2 separate regions of the Capsicum annuum genome follow, and region 2 is linked to region 1. Evidence: chromatin contacts called from public Hi-C data. All regions are on one chromosome and are shown on one strand. Each heading gives the region's core, a stretch centred on a gene start, on an enhancer-like site or on the middle of the called end of the contact. The rest is flanking DNA. Distances are from core to core; before and after follow the strand shown.

Evidence for each region. A called contact is a pair of places that touch in the nucleus more often than the background predicts.
Region 2: a contact with region 1 is called in a Hi-C map of pericarp, with 1.9 times the contacts expected there. The contact joins the enhancer-like site here to the promoter of LOC107853435 in region 1. A contact is called at or near these places in 3 of 5 Hi-C or Micro-C datasets (leaf, pericarp and placenta).

The regions. Positions count from the first base shown.
Region 1 is chr11:174,833,064-174,836,645 of UCD10Xv1.1, forward strand. LOC107853435 (calmodulin-binding transcription activator 4) reads left to right here and starts at 1,372. Exons shown (of 13, transcript XM_016698428.2): 1 at 1,372-1,788. The coding sequence starts at 1,776.
Region 2 is chr11:174,866,486-174,870,598 of UCD10Xv1.1, forward strand. It overlaps LOC107853435 (calmodulin-binding transcription activator 4), which reads left to right. Exons shown (of 13, transcript XM_016698428.2): 13 at 917-1,259. The coding sequence ends at 1,006. Among protein-coding and RNA genes, the nearest start is that of LOC107853435, 34 kb to the left of the region's middle. Within about 2 kb of position 2,171, at least 5 of the 5 cell types and tissues checked have an H3K27ac peak or open chromatin away from gene starts, as enhancers often do. A contact at or near this core is called in leaf and pericarp, where this site is marked.

The DNA.
Region 1 (3,582 bases), core at 122-2,621:
CTAGCTAAAAGAATTAGCCGCTCATATTTGTGAAATAATCCATGAAATTCAATAAAAAAAGCATATGAATAATCTCACAATAATAGACGAAGGAAAACCAAAGTCTTAAATCAACAATAAACTGAAAACCAAGAACACAAGAATTCCAAGATCAAAATTAATCTTGGAATCAAAATATGTTTGTAAGAGTATCAAGTGCGTAAAAGTGCATAAACTAACTAAAAACATCAAAAGGCTATTTATAGGTTACATAGAACCACCCTAAAAATCCATACCAAAATGAAATAGGAAACTCGGGTCAGTGGCCACCTATGACACGACTTACGGGCCGTAGGTAGCACCTACCCCATATAGGTACTATCTCATAGGTAAATGAAAGGATCTACAACTTTAGTTTCCCTGTACTTTGGTCTTCTGTCACCTACGCTAGGTAGGTGCCAACATAGGTAGCCCAAACTTCAAATTTCAATTTTTTTTCTTCCGTTTAGCTCCTAAAACCTAGTTCCCTGCAAAATAGACACAAAAACACACAATATCTACCAAAATAGAACTAAGTACTTGAACATTTCTCGATTTTAAGCATCAAAAGTGCCATGAAGCTATGGCACATCAATAGTCAGTTGGACGAACAATGAGATTCCAAACCTGACATAAAAAGATATATTTCTAAAAAGATCGCAAACACACATCTATTTACAAAACATAAGCACATATGTACATACTCATAACACTATACATTGCACACACAACAACAACAACAACAACATACCAAGTGAAGTCCCACATTGCACATATGACTATAACATAAGAATTAATTATTCATCGACTATACGAAAGATATACATTATTATAGTAAAAAATTCGAATATACCTCAACATCAGATAGATTGTAATTTGGTTTGCTCGGCTGAACAAAAACGTTGTGCCTTTTCTTTTTTGAGGATCCAGCCTCATAGTCACCAACCTTTAAATTAATGCGTTTCTTTTTTTTCTTTGAAAGAACAACAAGGTCTTCATCAACCTTCTGCTTTCCTTTAGAATGATTTTTTTCTTGAATTTTGGATGGACCAACACCTTTCTTGTGCTATGAACGAGTCATTTTCTGAGAAAAGATTGACTATGAATGTGGCTTTTGGATCATGGAGAGAATTACTTTGAGACCTAGCAACTCGAGATGGAGGAAGTTTTATTGCTTGACCTTTTTTCTTCCACTTAGAAGTATTAGGACTATGAGAATGTGTGTTCAAGCCTTTTTAACGGTAGTATGCATTTAACGATGCTAAAATTTGGGCCAAATAGAAGCAAAAATCAGATGGTTAAAAAATGGTAATAAAATGAGCCGACGGGCTTCGAGTTCTATTTCTCAAAAACGTGAATAATTTCAATGACGCCATGTCCTTTCCCTATTTTACTTATTTCAATTACAAAGTGTGCTAAGCGGTAAAACAGCGAGCTTACACGTTTAAGATGGTGAGGAACCAATATGTAACAAATGAGTAGAGGATTACTTCCAAATAAATTAAAAAGAACCAAAAAGAACTCCATTTCTGGAGCGTGGTAGCTTTCACTCTCAGGTCTCAGCTCGTTACATCGACTTACAAAATTCAAGCTGTCCTTTTCCAGTTAAAATAGATATATTCACACATCCTCTCTATCTCTGCCGGTCCATTTTGGGTGTCCATACGATCTGTTCAACTTGGTTAAGAAATTGAAATGAAAGCCGGCTGGAAGATTTCTCTGCACTTCTGAATTTCTTTTATTGATTGCTCCAAATTATGGCCGAATCAGGTAATATAACTCTACTTCGATCACTTAGGCTTTCAGTCCGATTTTATTTTATTTATTTTCTGTTACTGTGAGCTCTCTCATTTTTCTGCTAAATCTCTTCAATTACTTTTAGCGTTTTCTTTAGATGAATTGAATTCCGCGTTTCAATATTTGGTTAAACCCGTACTTTTAGCGTTTTTTTTAAGTATTGGTGAGAACGGATCAACACTAGAAACAAACTAAATAAGTGAAAGATTACTAGATCTAGTCACAAAAACTGTTGGCCAACACAACAATACTTCAAATTTCGCCCAAGGTCCAACACAACACAATGTCTCTTACTTTGGTAAGATCTTCCCAAGATTGGTTTTGTAAGAACAAAATCAAGCCTTGAGCTTTGATACCAAATGATACAAGGAAGACCAAGAAGACACTAAAACATACACCAAAACAGTCCACAAGTTCTAGGAACCGAGGACCCCTTTGATGACCACTCTCGGATTCAACAAATAAGAGCAAGAATGAAGAGATTACAAGGTGTTTAACACACAAGGCAACCAACAACCAAACTAAGTTACAAAACAAGAAGAAGAACACAACAATATTGTAACAACAACTCATGGCTTCCCTAGAAACGAGAACAAACTAGTACAAACGATTACAAGCATAAAATGAACAAAGGATAGATAGTTAGACATTGGTTGGTATAATCTTAAGAACCCAAGAACATGTGATACTCTTGGACCCTTAACACTACACACAACGGTTAACCTAACTCCTACGTTGACATAAGAGGGACTTTACCTCCTCTAAACACCAACTTCTCACGCCATGAATGCAACACTAGTGATTCCACACTAGTATCACCCTAGTTTCGGGTTGCCTCCTAAAGAGGAGAGAGGACTTGTCTTTCAAAGTGTTATACAACTTACAAATATCATCAAAGTTTAAGACAAAATGACCTACAATGTTCTATTTATACTATATTACAATTAGAATACAAAATGACCAAAAGGCCCTTTAATGAAAAGCCTCAAAATGCCACCCATGGAGTGTAGTGTAGGTTCGGTTTTGGTGTGTGTTTTAGGCCCTCTTTTGCATTTTTCTTGCACACTCCAAGCCTCGGGTTCATTACACTTTCACACGTCCATCCTCGTGGTTGTACTTGTATCACTATCACACCCCGCCATTACTGCCCAATTAAAACTATTACCACACAATCAACAACAACAACATAGCCAGTATATTCCCACATAGTGGGGTCTGGGGAGGGTAAAATATACGCAGTCCATACCACTACCCCGACGGGGTAGAGAGGCTGTTTCCGATAGATCCCCGGCTCAGGATCAAGGACCATCCTTCATACCAAACACGCCCTAAATATAAAACAAATCCAAGTTGAATAGAGAAAATAGAAAATAGAGGCTCAGATCTGTATTAAGCTCGGGCAGCAAGAGAGTCCAACAACGCCTTGGCTGCAAAACCATCAGAAAAGCTGGTAGCATGCCCCGTCAAGATGCGCGTCGGATAACATCAAATGATCAATTAATCTGCTCGGAAGGGAATAAAATATGACAAAATCATCATCGCCTAAAAGTAGTGGTATCGTCATACCGACTATAGCTTGTAAACAATGTCCTTAGCCAACCTTTTAAAGAAGCAAAGGGATTCCTATGTACCCACAAATTACATTAGATTACATTATTATCAAGTTTACTTGGGGGATTCCTATGTAGCCCACAAGTAGTTCATTATTATGTTTTCTTGGGGGATTCCTTTGTACCCCACAAGGCTTTCAATTAAACCAAACCATGA
Region 2 (4,113 bases), core at 921-3,420, 34 kb after region 1:
GATGCAACATTGCTAAAGCGACATGTTGGTCGCTAAAACGACGCTAAAGCAGACAAGGATCGCTTATGCGGTCCTCGGCCATACAACCAAGGAGGCTAAAGCGACTACCGCTTAAGCGGTTGCACCAGATGGTGCCAGGCATTAGATTTCTCTAAGTCCAAATGGACTCCGATCGGGTGCTCGGGATTCGTTATGAACCCTGTGCGCGCAAATGAACTATGCTACAATACCAAATTCGACATTCCGGACTCAATGGAACCATTGAAACTTTCAGTCGAGATTGTTTCAACTAAATATGGCCCACACCTATATTTTCATTTTTCATAGAATCCACTCAATAGCCCAAAACGAGTTCGGAAGCCTCGGGACCTGAACCAAGGTCCCCTAGGCTAAAATCCACGTTCCAGAGCTGATGGCGTTGTCAGAATTCTTATCTGAGGTCGTTTACTAGGAGTTTTGGTTCGAGATTAATTCCTTAACATCGATATCTCCAAAACAAAGAAGTGAGCCTAAAACCCAAACGAACTGTCTGACAACCAAACCAACAGTTCCGACATGACCTGTAGCTATTGTGGGGAGGCTCGAAACGCCGGAAATGTGCAAAAATCGAGGAAATGAACTGGAGGGTCATTGCAATGGTGGCAGTATAATTAGCTTCTTGATCCATGTGTTTTGTCCACAACATACTTCATATTTTTGAAGAAAATGATGACACTATTCAGATTTCAGATTCCTCTCATTAAACCACTTGGTTTGGCACATTCTCTGGCAGCATGGTAGTTTGTAAAGCAGTGTGTGAAGCTCTACTAAGGGCAGCACATTGTCAATTTTGAAGGGATAGGGAGCATTTTGATCCTCTTTCATAGTTTGAAATCAGGGAAACTACATAAACTAATAATCTTCATTTGCACGGCAGGCCGAACTTGAAGGAGCGGACAGTGAAACAGCATCAACTGCTCATGGTTACATGTCTAACATGGAAAATGATGACATACCAGTTCCCTAGTTATTTATCTAAGTGATCTCTTCATTGTCATCCGCATCTAAGTGATCTCTTCATTGTCATCCGCACTAGTTGCAGTAGGTTCAAGAATTATACAATGAAGTTTGGTTATTGCAATTTGTAAGTTATTGTATGTATTTTTTAGGTGTTGCTGTTCATAATATGTGTTTAGGTTTGATATTTAAATTTGATGCCTGCAAGATTAGCTTGGAACTTGGAACTTTTTAAATTTGATGCCTGGGAGATTAGCTTGGAATTTTTCTTTTCTTTTCTAACATGTTTGTGCTTGAGCGCCTTTAGGTAATAAATAGTTGATCTTTTAAGGGGTAAATACTAAGGGAAGGTTGTCGTATAGTCACTTGCATGACTGCATATCGCTAGAAACTCTCAGCCCTTCTGCCTATATGTTTGATTGCAAATCAATCTCATGTCAATGGGGCTGAACTTGGAAACCAATTTATTTGCTGTTTTGACCTCCCATTATAGAGTCTACTAAATCACAATGATATTGTTGAGTCCAATTGTTTAATTCACAAAGTTCATCGATTTAAAAGTCAAATTGGACAAACAGGACAGGCAAATTTTCCAAATCGGGCAGACTCTGGAGCTAAACAAACGTTCATGTGTCGTCAATGTCCAGGAGATTTGGGATTAATTTTTTTACGAATGTATTCTTTTATTTCAACAATTTCTCAATAATATAATTGGATATTATTAGCAGTATGATTGGCTAAGCTTTTGAAATGTTAGTATTACTTTTTTAAAAATAAAAATAAAAAATAAAATCTTATTTTAGTCCGCGGAGGAGTTTTGTCAAACATTTAAATATAGAAATAAGTTGAGTTTTAATTTTTTCCAGCTAAAAAGCAAAAAACACGTAAAAGAATAAGTGTTTTTTCTAGAAGAATAAGTGTTTTTTCCAGCTAAAAAGCAAAAAATACGAAAAAGAATGAGTGTTTTTTCTAGAAGAATAAGAATACCCGTATGATTATCACCACTAAATTAATTTGTAGCTACTTGTTCCCCCTTTCCTTAAAAGTACTTTTTGAAAATATTGATCATGTCAGTTAATAAACTATTTTATTTACGATTTTAGAATGTTCCTTATGTCATTGTAGTCCTTTAAGTATTTTAGTGATACTTTCAGTAATTGCTATTTAGTCCTTTGTAATTTTTCTTTTCCTTAAAATCAACTAGATATGTGGCACCCAGTTGTACTCCTTGTTTTACCTTATGAGTTGCTTATACTGAATTCTCATATTTCAGTGAATATATTGTGCTCAATTTCCTCTCTCTTTTCTTCTCACCTTTATCTCTACTCTTCTTTACATTTTTGTTCTTTATGAATAGAGCTTGAAACAACCTAATTCGTGACTTGGTATCAGAGTTGTTCAATTCTTGCGACATTTCAATGAAGGATAAGTTCAAGGATCTTGAAGAGGGCATGAAAAAGAACACAATTTCAATTGGTGGCTATTAAAAATGCAAAACAGTTTTAATCTTTGGAATTCTCTCAGAATCAGTTCTCCGTTTAGCTAAAGGAGTTTGTTGACCAAATCAAAAACTGAAATTGATTATCTCCCAACTTGATGCTCTGAAGCGAGTTGAAGCTACTGTTTAGCTCCTTTACTCCCCAAGCTCAAAAACTTCCAGACCTCGAGGTCTGTTGCAAGCTCGCAAGTTTGGTCAGTCTTCAAACTTTTAGGGTTAGGTAACCCCTCAATCTACAATTACTAGTTATTTAATGGGGAGAAGTTTCATTTTTCCTCCTATTTTCTCTTGTCAGGCAGTTCCTTACGTCAGAACCCCATTCTCCCTTCTTCCTTCATTACTTTTATTGTTCCATTGCTCAAAACACTGCAACTCCTAATATCGTTCCCTTGTCTGGTACCAACCAAATACCCATTAATCTCCCATTACTTTATTTGCCCAATACAAACCCTCCAAAAATGCCAAACAAACCCTTTAAAGCTAAAATTAATTTTTCCTAGTTCACAGGCTCTAACCCAAAGGGTTGGATTTGCAAATGTGAACAATTTTTTAAAATATACCAAATTCCTAAGATGGTAAAGATGAGTTATTTTTCAATGCTTATGAAGGATAAGGTAGTTGTATAGTTTGATAGTCATATTTTACAGAAAAAAGGGACCAACTAGTTCCTTTTCTATACTAAGGTTTATAGGAGATTTGGCAATGTTAGGTTACTGGATATAGTGGCTGAGTTCAATAATAATAGGCAAAATGGTGGCTTGAAGCCTAAGTTGAAACCTCAAGTGGGGTTACCTAATCCTACCTCTAGTATGGATGCATATCAGTTAGCATAATCTTATGAAACTTTCTTTAAAGCCCTCCAAGGACCCACTAACCTTAGAAATTCCCAATATCCACATAACCAAACCAATCCTTCGAGAGCCATATTCCGTTATCAAGGAGTCTCTAGTTAAACCTGATGCCATAGAACTTATGTCTCCAACTAATCCCAAAATAATAGATCATGGCCCAAAGACCTAGAGTTTCCTTCAAACCAAACCTCACCACTGAAAATCTTAAGGAAAATAACTTATGTTTTAGATGTCATGATCCCTATTTCCCTGGTCATATATATATGTAAACAGGAGATCGTGGTATGTTAAGTTATGATTTGGTAAATTTGGTAAGTTATGATCGTGGTATCTACTGGTGGAGCAACATGAAGAGGGATTTGGTAAATTTTATTGCTAAGTTTATGATTTGTCAGCAAGTTAAGGTTGAGCACTTTAGGCCTAGTGGTATGTTCCAAGAGAGAAAGTTGCCTATGTTGAAGTGGGAGATTATTAATATAGATTTCATTATGGGTCTTCCGTGGTCTCACAATCAGTATGATTCTATTTGGGTCATTATGGATAGAATGACTATGTCTGATCACTTTTTTCTTATGAGGACTAACTACTCAGTATAGGATTATGTGAAGTTGTTTATTTAGGAGATCGTGAAGTTGCATGGCGCGCCAGTGTCCATTATAGCAGACCATGCTACACCATTTTCTTCTTACTTCTGGCATTTATTTAAGAAAGGTTTTGGTACGCAGGTAAACTTTAGCACCGTTTTCCACCCTCAATCAGATGGACAAG